Regions from separate parts of the Mus musculus genome. Here all the other regions are linked to region 1. A link is a contact called in public Hi-C and HiChIP or PLAC-seq data. All regions are on one chromosome and are shown on one strand. Each heading gives the region's core, a stretch centred on a gene start, on an enhancer-like site or on the middle of the called end of the contact. The rest is flanking DNA. Distances are from core to core; before and after follow the strand shown.

Evidence for each region. Hi-C and Micro-C count contacts between places; a contact is called where the count stands out from the background. HiChIP or PLAC-seq counts read pairs in DNA pulled down with a chosen protein or histone mark.
Region 2: a contact with region 1 is called in an H3K27ac HiChIP or PLAC-seq map of microglia, with 6 times the contacts expected there. The contact joins the enhancer-like site here to the promoter of Wdr48 in region 1. A contact is called at or near these places in 1 of 39 promoter capture datasets (macrophages), 4 of 484 Hi-C or Micro-C datasets (the 3T3-L1 cell line, embryonic stem cells and rod photoreceptor), 1 of 115 datasets of contacts at active chromatin or transcription factors (microglia) and 2 of 9 other capture datasets (adipose tissue and liver).
Region 3: a Hi-C map of the HPC-7 cell line shows a contact between it and region 1, with 3 times the contacts expected there. The contact joins the enhancer-like site here to the promoter of Wdr48 in region 1. A contact is called at or near these places in 2 of 39 promoter capture datasets (the C10 cell line and pre-B cells), 3 of 15 datasets of contacts at CTCF or cohesin (large pre-B cells, pro-B cells and stem cell-derived epiblast-like cells), 67 of 484 Hi-C or Micro-C datasets (the 63-12 cell line, 8-cell embryo, the AtT-20 cell line and 41 more), 15 of 115 datasets of contacts at active chromatin or transcription factors (the 230-238 cell line, Th17 cells, astrocytes and 6 more) and 3 of 9 other capture datasets (adipose tissue, embryonic stem cells and pancreatic islet).

What each region holds. Positions count from the first base shown.
Region 1 is chr9:119,892,973-119,896,375 of GRCm38.p6, forward strand. Wdr48 (WD repeat domain 48) reads left to right here and starts at 1,923. Exons shown (of 19, transcript NM_026236.3): 1 at 1,923-1,985. The coding sequence starts at 1,938. It overlaps Gm2449 (a long non-coding RNA gene), which reads right to left and starts at 1,940. Exons shown (of 7, transcript XR_871350.2): 1 at 1,854-1,940; 2 at 555-675; 3 at 96-214.
Region 2 is chr9:120,000,747-120,004,149 of GRCm38.p6, forward strand. It overlaps Gm33800 (a long non-coding RNA gene), which reads left to right. Exons shown (of 4, transcript XR_871355.3): 2 at 1,387-1,473. Among named protein-coding and RNA genes, the nearest start is that of Gm33800, 19 kb to the left of the region's middle. Within about 2 kb of position 1,560, at least 320 of the 459 cell types and tissues checked have an H3K27ac peak or open chromatin away from gene starts, as enhancers often do. A contact at or near this core is called in adipose tissue, embryonic stem cells, liver and 2 more, where this site is marked.
Region 3 is chr9:119,799,950-119,803,352 of GRCm38.p6, forward strand. Scn11a (sodium channel, voltage-gated, type XI, alpha) reads right to left here. Exons shown (of 27, transcript NM_011887.3): 11 at 3,387-3,403. Among named protein-coding and RNA genes, the nearest start is that of Scn11a, 24 kb to the right of the region's middle. Within about 2 kb of position 1,697, at least 7 of the 459 cell types and tissues checked have an H3K27ac peak or open chromatin away from gene starts, as enhancers often do. A contact at or near this core is called in the HPC-7 cell line and regulatory T cells, where this site is marked.

The DNA.
Region 1 (3,403 bases), core at 673-3,172:
CAGCTCTTCTTTTATCCCCAAGAAACCCCTCCTACTCCCTCCAGGAACCCCTATGTCCTTCCCCAACTCCTCTAGGAACCCTCCACACATCTTACCCTCATGTCCTCTCCTTTTCAGTGTTAAGAACCCAGAGTTCATTCAGTGCCGCGTGTTGGAATATTTACAGGTCTTCTGCAGATAACCATAGCAGCACATGGGGCAATGGCTGTACCATCTGAAAGACAGTATTCCACAGGCTCTGCCCATTTCTCAGCTCTTACATCCTTTCTGCCATTTTTTTTTCAGAGTTCCCCGAGACACCCAACAGTCACTTAGTCTCAGCATTTTCAGTCTCTGCATCAACTGCTGCTTGCTACAGAAAGTGCCTCTGGCTGTGGCTGAGGACAGTACGGATTTGTGGATATACATATAAATTTCTAGAAAGAAGTCTGATAACATGTAATTTAGCAAAACCACAGTAACAGGTTCCTCCCTGTGGCCGTGATGCCCCGAGCCATGGGATTTACAGGACCAGGTTACAGTACCAAGCTGGAATTCCTTCCAGTAGAACAGACCTCAAATCCAAAAGTAATTGGTTGCCCTCATAACCCTACAGCAGCGGGCACATCTTGCCTGGCAAGGTGGTCGGCTGGTTTATCACGGATGCTTCTTTTTCCCTGGCAGGATTCACAGCACCTATGAAAGCCAGTCATCACAGAGAAGCCAGTCATCACAGAGTCATCACAGAGAAGCCAGTCATCACAGAGTCATCACTGACAAGTTTTTGGGTCAGTGCACTTTGATGTCTCTGTGTCCAGCTACCAAAGTATACAGTGTCTCCAGCAATAGTGTCTTACTACTTAGTTTCGGTGGGCAACCAAGTGCAACAGCTATAGCCTGTATTGTTTTAGGGGCTTCTGGGTCTTCCCTGACCATGTCATAGAAAGCTATCCCATGCCTGGCATTGAGATTTTCATCTAATAATGCATGTCTTTTGGGGGGAATCATTTTCCATCCATGCAAGTGTATCTCTTTGAAATTCTGTATTTTAGATTTACTTCTATTTTGGGAGAGTGTTCTACCTGCGTCCGAAAGGGGGCGTGTGGGACTGGAGTTTATTGCAGCTCATGAACTCCCAGGTGAATGCTGGGAACCAAACCCAGGTCCTCTGCAAGTGCTCTCAACTTCTCAGCCATCTCTCCAGCCCCTTTGTATTTTTTAATTAGTTTATAAAGGTAGTGGGTTTCCATAGGGGTTATAGTACTTTGGTCATGTTTTTGCCAAAACGATCATTTAAAATATATTGTCAAGTTAGCAGGGCCTATGCGAACATTATCTCACTTAACATCCTAAGATCCATATTATAGCTGTACAGGCACACGTCTGTAATTCTGAGAGTCTGGGTAAGATCCTGAGGGGGCTGGTGAGATGAATCACTGGATAAAGGTGCCTACTGCCAAGCCTGAGTTAGAATCTCAAGGCCCACATAGTGGAAGAAGAAGACTACCACAAGTTGTCCTCTCCGCTGGTGTTTGAGAACAGCCAGGACTACACAGCGAGACCATGCCTCAAAATAACTAAATGACAACAACATTTTATTATTATTATTTTTAAAACCTATAAATATGGAGTTAGAGACGTGGTCCAGTTGCTAAGCACTGGCTTAAGTGGCTGGGGCACGACTTAAGCACGACTCTCTTGAGCGCTTTCTCTCTGCATGCAGGCGCTGGGACGGCCCTGGGGCTTAGCTGCACAGAGGTAGACCAGTACGGGCCCCCAAGCCCTGGTTCCAAGAGCGTTCCCGCCCACACGCTGCTATTTCTCCGCCAGCGCCTCCCCTCGCAACCAGCCCGGAAAGCCTACGCCCTACCTACCTTCTACCCAACCACAGAGTAGGGCGGGACATCCGCTGGCGCTTCAACTCTCCCGGAAGTGACGTCGGAGTGTCAACATGCAAGATGGCGGCCCATCACCGGCAGAACACAGCCGGGCGGAGGAAAGTGCAGGTATGGCGGCCCGGCTCCGCGGCCTTGGCGACACTGCCGTCGGCTCTGGTACCCCCGCGGGCGGGCGGATGCCTCGGGCCGCGGCTGGCCGGGTTCGACAGCCGGAGGATGGCGGGGCGGGGCGCAGCGGCGCGAGGGGTGGGGCCGGGGCGCCAACGGCCTGAGGTGGCGGCGGGCGGACTGGGCGCGCGGGCCTCGCGAGCGGTCGCGGGGAACCGCCGTCCCGGCGAACCGCCGTCCCGGGACACCGGGCCTGCGGCGGCGCCATGGGCCTGCTGCCCGCTCACCTGCCTCTGCTCTCGGCCGCCTTCCTCCGGAACAGCCGCGACCCGGCGGCGGAGGCCTCGCGGCGCCCGCGGGTGGGTGAGGCCGGGAAGCGAGGGGCCTTGCGGGGGCGTGGCGGGTCCGGGTCGCACGTGGGAGCGCTGTGCTGGAGGAAATGACAGTGTCCCTTCCTTAGCGATGGGCTTTGCCTCCGCCCTCCACCGTCCTCACTATGCATCTTCCGGGCTTCCTTTTTAGTCCTCATCTCCCTAACGTCGGAATCTCCAGTGATGAGCTCGCTGACCCGCACCGTGGGTGCTTTGGGTTTCCCCAAATCACGTTGGTTTGGTGTACGTTTGAGTTTTGCTTGCTGCCTTGTGTGCTGGGGATAAAGCTCGTTTAGCAGAGCCCTTCCTGTCCTGAGCAAGGTTCAAACCCCCTGCTCCACATAAAACCAGGCATGCTTGGTACCCGCCTGTACTTCTAGCGCTGCTTGTGTGTGTGTGTTTCTGTGGTGACGACAGGGGAATCGGAAATTCAAGGTCATCCTCCAGTACCTACCAAGTTTGAGATCAATCAGTCTGGGCTACACGAGACACACTGCCTTAAAAAAAAAAATGCATTCAGTCATTAAAGTGGACTGAGTGCATAGACTTGCCGCACAGAGGAGAAGAGACTAAAAGGGTTTAGCAGTCAGTAAACACTCCACGGATTGAACTCAGTGTTCAGAAGGGAGGGCCAAAGGTGAGTAACCCCAGCATAAGGCTGGAAAGCTGTGGCATTTTCTGAATGAGTGTCCTCTTTATAGTACTGACTTCCATTTGTTGGCCCTGTGTGCTCACTAATGGTTGTTTAATGGTTAGAATTGGGCTGACTGGGAGATGGTCAGTCTGGTGGAAGGCCTGTAGCACAAACATGAGGATCTGAATATCTGCGTCCACGTAAACATCTCTATCCCCTCACTTGAAAAGACGCCTGGCATGTGGGTTGGCACTTGAAATCTCAGCTCTAGGGAGGCAGAAAATGGAGTGTCCCTGAAGCTTGATGGCTGTCTAGTCCTGCTGATTGATAAACTCCAGGTCCCATGAAAGAAACAGGGTGGAGAGTGAGCAATGAGGGAAGGCACCCAGGTCACCCTGTAGCCTCCACATGCA
Region 2 (3,403 bases), core at 310-2,809, 110 kb after region 1:
CTAGAATAAAGCTATGAGTAGTAGTGGAAGCACTCACGAGGTAGAGGCAGGAGGATTAGAAATTCAAGTGTACCCTTGGCTATAGAGGGAGCTCAAAGCCAGCTTGGGCTACATTGCATAAGACCCTGATTCAGAAAACAAAACAAAAACCCTCCCAGGGTTTCTCTGCTGGCGTGTAAAATCCAAAGGTCCCACAAGGGCCCCTTGGCTCCTACCCAGCGTCCTTTACACCTCTCTGGCAGATGCAAGATGTTCACACCTCATTCTGGTCTCTGCTCAGATGTCAACTTGTGTCCCTGGTCTTCCCTTCTCCCCATGCTACTGTGGTGTGATTATCCCTCTCCATAGGCTTCGAGAACCAGACCTTTGCTCTCTTCACAGCTCTACCCGTGTCTGTGTGGTGTCCTCTACCTTGAAACTACTCACTGTACTTGTTTTGTTTGAGACAGGCCTCACTATATAGCCAAGGCTAGCCTGAACCTTGATATGTAGAACAGACTGGTGACTGCCTCTGCCACCTGTATGCTGATATTAAAGGCAGAAGCAGGAAGATTTCGATCTCACAGCTAGAGTTACACATGGAAGTCCTGTCTCAACCAAACCAAACCAAACACTACAGTGGGATATAACTTGATACTTATACCCCCAGCATACACTACGAACTCCGTCCTTTACACTGTTAAATAGTGAAGAAATAAACGAGACCAGCACAGGATGAGGAAATGTTGGCAGGGCATTCTTGGGCTTCACTATAAAGTATCTTAGATATCTGGCAAGTAATCCACTCAGGAAGCAGAGGCAGGAGGGTGGAGAGTTCAAAGCCAGCCTGGGCTATATATATGTACAGTGTTTCAGGTCGGCATGGCTATGAGACCCTGTCTTCAAAACAAACAAATACGCAGAAGAAAACCGGTAAGCCAGTTGTCTTGCAAACACAACATATGGAGTGCTAATTTCCCATGCCGTATTTTAAAATTAGCTCCTTACAGTGGGATTATCTAAGTCTTCAATATTTTAAACAATCTCTGGCCCCAAACCACCTCAGCATTTATCCTTCTGTTGTGTGCTTAAGGACAAATTCTTGCACGTACAGTTGTTAGGTCAAAGGACATGCTCATATTTTCAAGTTATTCCTCAACCCCGCGGGCAGCCCCTCTCCTTTTGTGTTACTCGTCTCGGACTTTTAGCTCATGCCTGGCTCATACGGATGAGTACCGCTTTCTTCATTCAACTGGCCTTTCTCATAAGTGGCAGGGTGACGCGTGATCTTTTCTGGGGTTTGAGGAGCCAAGTTCGGGCAGCGGACAAGCCTGGGCTCAGACAGCTGGCTCCCACCCCCAATACTCCCTCTTTCCTTCTTCTGAGTTTTCCTTTCTCGCCCACAAGTTTCAGATTCCTGGAACCGCTCTCGATGACCTCACGCCCGTGACTTCACATCCGGAACCTTCTGGGAATTCTCAGCCGCACTTTTTCGTAAGAAATCTAGCAGGGGAGGAGGTTGGGCGAGGCGGAGCTTTGCAGACTTTGCTGTGCGACCCGGACCCGCCCTCGGACCCGCCCCTCCCGCAGCGAGCACTCGAGGGCCCGCCCATGCAGCTACTCTTAGCAGTTTGGAGCCCCAGGTTGAGCCTGAGCCATTTGAAATTAGCTAGGTGTGTTTAAGTCTGCTCTGTGGTCGTGGATGAGAGAGTGTACTGAGAGGAGAACAAGAGTAAGGTGGATTTGGAGGGATCCACGAATAGCCACCACTAACGGTGGCTTGGGTGCCCCACAGTGTGATAGGACTTCAGGAAGTTGGGGCTGGGGCCAAAGATGGACATTTCTGATGGCTCTGAAGTCCTCAGAGGAGCCTCAGAGTTGAGTCTTCAGGTCAAGCTTTCCATAAAAGGTGGATGGAAAATGGGGTGTGGAGTCCAACCCAAGCAAAGCCAGGATCCTGGGCTCTCGTGGCGTCAGCGTCATGGGGGTCCCTCTCTTTCTTTATGTACTTTTTTTTGTTTGTTTTTAGAGACAGGGTTTCTCTGTGTAACCCTGGCTGTCCTGGAACTCACTCTGTAGACCAGGCTGGCCTTACTCAGAAATCCGCCTGCCTCTGCCTCCCAAATGCTGGGATTAAAGGCGTGCACCATCACTGCCTGGCTGTTAATGCTATATATTAAAGATTAATATCTTAATGCTATACATTATATATTATACTAGATATTAAACCATTTTTCTCTAGAGACTAGAGATGGTGCTGTTGGTAGTCTGCTTTGCCTAGCATCTACAAAGCCCTGGGTTTGATCACCAGCATATTATAAGCCAGCGTGGTGGGTGGCACAGCCCGTGACCCTAACGCTGGGGAGCTAGAGGCAGGAGGGGCAGAAGTGCAAGGTCATCCTTAGTGACAAAGCAAGTTTGAAGCCTGCCTGGGCTACGTGAGACTCTGTCTCTAAAACGATCACTTTCTTTACTGGGCCTGGTGGCTCACCCCTTAAATCTCAGCCCTCAGGAGGCTGAGGCAGGGGGACTATTGCAAATCCAAAGCCAGTTTGGTCTATAAAATGAGTTTTATTTTAGCTAGAACTTCAGAGCAAGACTTTGTCCCAGGTAAACAGAACAAAGGACAGAGAGAGAGAGAGACAGAGAGAGACAAAGACAGAGAGAGAGGGAGAGAGACAGAGAGGAAAGAGAGACAGAGAGAGACAGAGAAAGACAGAGAGAGAAGGAGAGAGAGGGGAGAGAGACAGAGGGGGAGAGAGACAGAGACAGAGAGACAGAGACAGGGAGAGACAGAGAGAAACAGAGTGACAGAGAGACAGAGAGAGAGAAAGACAGAGAGAAACAGAGAGAGACAGAGAGAGGGAGATTGATTTTCTTTTGTCTAAAAGTTCACTTGTACCCTTGTTCTACAGATTTTTTTGTTTTTTTTAAACATTTTTTTTAAGATTTATTTATTTATTATATGTAAGTACACTGTAGCTGTCTTCAGACACTCCAGAAGAGGGTCTCAGGTCTCATTACAGATGGTTGTGAGCCACCATGTGGTTGCTGGGATTTGAACTCTGGACCTTCGTAAGAACAGTCGGGTGCTCTTACCCACTGAGCCATCTCACCAGCCCCTTTTTTTGGTTTTTTGAGAGAGGGTTTCTCTGTGTAGCCCTAGCTGTTCTGGAACTCATTCCGGAGACCAGGCTGGCTTCGAACTCAGAGACCCACCTATATCCACCTGTCTTCCGAGTGCTGAGATTAAAGACATGTGCCATCACCTCTGGCTCTCCTTCAGATGTTAAAAGAAGCTAGATTTTCAAGGGTCTCTGAAAGTATTTTAGGCCTTAAACAGGATGAGAACTGAAAGGATCAGCTGGCCCTGGCCCAAGCCAGAAGAGTGACACATTCTGGACAGAACAGCAAAGGCCCTCAA
Region 3 (3,403 bases), core at 447-2,946, 93 kb before region 1:
CTGCATTCTGCTGGGGTAACCTGCACTCTGCTGGGGTAACCTGCACTCTGCTGGGGTAACCTGCACTCTGCTCCGGTAGCCTACCTGCCCTCTGTTGCCTTTGGCTTTGCTTCAGAGTGAGCCAACAGCCACGTTGTCCTTTCCAAATTGCCTGTGCCAAAGGACACACCCTTGCCTGCCTGTAGCTAATCTAAAAATGTTCCATTTGGCAGATCTCAGATCAGGTTCACTTGTTCTTGGCCCAGTCTGGCCTCAATAAGCATTGAATGACCACCACTGGTGGCCCAAATTCAGAATTCTCCTTTATAATATCTAAACTGATTTAGATATGTGATAAAAAAATAAAATGGAATTCAAGACTTCTCCTCCCATATAATGCCCGGCTCATCTTAAGCCTTCTCATCCTGGTCACTTAACTCCCACTGTGCCACAGCTTGAACGCCAGACATTTCTGCTGGGTCTCTGAGCCCGCTTCCTGTAACTGAGATATGGAGGCTTTCTGTCCCTGAGATTCCTTTGCCTGTGTCTTTTTTCCCTGAATAACAGTCATTTTTAAAAGAGTATTTATTTATTTATTTATTATGTACACCATATTCTGTCTGCATATATGCCTGGACACCAGAAGAGGGTGCCAGATCTCATTATAGCTGGTTGTGAGCCACCATGTGGTTCCTGGGAATTGAACTCAGGACCTCTGGAAGAGCAGCCAGTGCTCTTAACCACTGAGCCATCTCTCCAGCCCCATGCCTGTGTTTTTGATCCATCTTTGCTTCTGCCTCGACAAGCTTGGGTACTTTGGCTTGTATTTTAAGGCTTGTATTTTATTCTGTTCGCTGGCCTCAGTGTTATAGGTAATTGTATTATTAATAACTTGGTGTCTTCATGAGAGTTAAAAATCCTTGTTAAGCTTTTCAGGTTGTCTGCCTCCGTCTACAGATACACACACACACTAGTTGCAGATAATGTAGATCTCTGTGTTCAGTCTTACAGATGTCTTTTGAGCATAGATAACATTAGAAAATGGACACTTATTACCTTACTGAAAAGTGAGCTCTGGAGATGGGATTTGGCCTATCCACTTTAGATCCAAGCATGTTGTCTATGAGTTTTCTCCAAAGCCTCCTTTCATGACTCTGGGACAGGAAGAAGGACACCAACCACCAGCCAGCCCAGGGCAAAGACGTTTCGTTGTGTGCAGATAGGAGGAGAACCATTCCCAGTCAGGATTGCTATTATTAGCTTATGTATTTATATTTTTTCTTTTCAGTTTTTTTGAGGTTTCCCTGTGTTGCCCTGGTTGTCCTGGAACTCGCTCTATAGACCACGCTGGCCTCAAACTGGGAGACTCATCTGCATCTGCCTCCCAAGTTCTGGGATTTCTGTCAGCGAGAAAGAAGCAGAGATCAGTGCCCACGACCCACTGAAATCAGGTCACAAAAATGACCCTCGAGAGGCTCTAATGGGACATGGGACATCAACTCCTCCCTCTGTTTGCCACTGTGGGCATTGTTTGCAGGACTCAGAACTGAAACTGGCCTGAAGCCCTCCTTATGTAACCGGCGTCTCACACACTCACAGCCTAACACACTCCAGAACTACCTGGGCTCTTTGGCTGCTGCCAAGAGGAGACCTGACTGCTGCTGAGGGTGTGCTCCGTCCTCCATAAACTGCTTCCACACCAGCAAACCCAAACATGCTTGAGGGGAGGCACAGGAACCAGACAGGAAGTCAGCCACAAGCCTCCCTCTGCGTGGGCCGCTGGCTCCCTCCCACTCTGTCTCCTCCCGTTGATCTTGTCTTTCCTTATCATCCCATACTTGACTTTTTTACATTGCCTTTTAAATGTTTTACTCACTGATCTCTCCCACCAAACAAAATGTTTCACATAAGATTTCCCAGTGGCTCTCACCGGACCACAGCTCCATCTGTTCCTGATACATGTAGCAAAATACCTTTCAGATGCTGTGGAGAAACCCCAGCCCAGATACAATTCTTATGAGGAGTCCAGTGTTCTCCCTGGCTCCCTTCCTTCGATGCCCTGCCGCTCCCTGGTGCTTCTGTTGCTCACTTTGGTCCAGAAGTCCTGGTAGAGGGACTGACTGGTCACCATCACCCTGAGCCAATGTTGTACCCATTTCATCTCACCGGCTCACTCTGGTTCTCCCATCCCGACTCCTCCCACTCTGCCCACCTTCCCGGGCAATCTCTCAGTTTTTCTCTGTAACAAAATCAACTGTTTACAATCCCCTAAGGATTTTTTTTCTTTAGTGTTTCTCCAGAAATGCATGACAGCAATCACATGATCCGAGGACAGTCAGTCAAGTTAAGACTCCTGCTAAGTGACCAGAGGACACCCTCCTTAGGTCCCAGAACTAAGCCCCTTTAACAGTAACCCACCTCACCTCAAAACAGTTACAGAGTTGACATCCTGTTCCCTACTTCTTTTGACTCCCTCTCTCTTTATCTCTTTCTATGCCTTTTTTAAGGATTTGAGATGAGAGCGCACCTCCTTCCTGTGAGATCACAGATGACTTTGCCCAGCTTGTCAGTGAGCACAGAAAGAAATGTCTCACAAAATAATCTGCCTTACCTTGTGCAAACTATTTTAGGAAGGAGAGAGTGTGCAGGAAAGATACACAACTGACCCCTATGGCTGTAACAATTTCCTTATTCCCAAGCCCCCCAACTCACTCCTGCCCCTATAAAGAGTGGTAGCCAGCTTTGTTCCAGACAGACCCTTCAGTTTCCTGCAGAAGAAATGCTGCCCCTCACTGTGTGTGCTAATAAACACAGCCCTGTCTGAAGGTCAGACTCTGGTCTCTTTCTATCTTCCACCTCTCTAGGCTGCCTCAGAAATCTAATAACCAACAGGCTTGTGAGTTAAAGACCTTGTCCCCAGATGGTGGTCTTACTTGTGGGAGGTTATGAACCCTCTGGAGCATGGTGCTTAGCTGACTGACATAGGCCACCACGGGCCACCATCCTGTTCCACCTCTCTGCTTCTTGGTCATTTGCCACAATGTGACTGACTGGTCACCATGCTGCCTCATTCTCCTGCTAACTTAGTCTGAGCCAATCATGAAGCTATACCTTCCCTGTCAGTACACACTGGAAGTCCCTCAACCTGGACCAAAATAACTCTTTAGTCCCTGAAGTTGTTCCACTGGGAATTTTGTCACGGTGACAGAGAACATAAGTCTCACACGCACACTGTGACTGACTGCTCACACATATACCGGAATCACCACACAGAGGGCTGGGTGTGCGCACAAGCACACCGACGGAGAAAGGATCGGAGAGGAGAAGAGAGGAGTTCTTCATCAAATTGTTGCAGAGCCATTCGCCTGGAGGCATGGTCTTACTGTAGGTCCCAGGAGAAGACTTACGTTTTTAGAGGCATCGT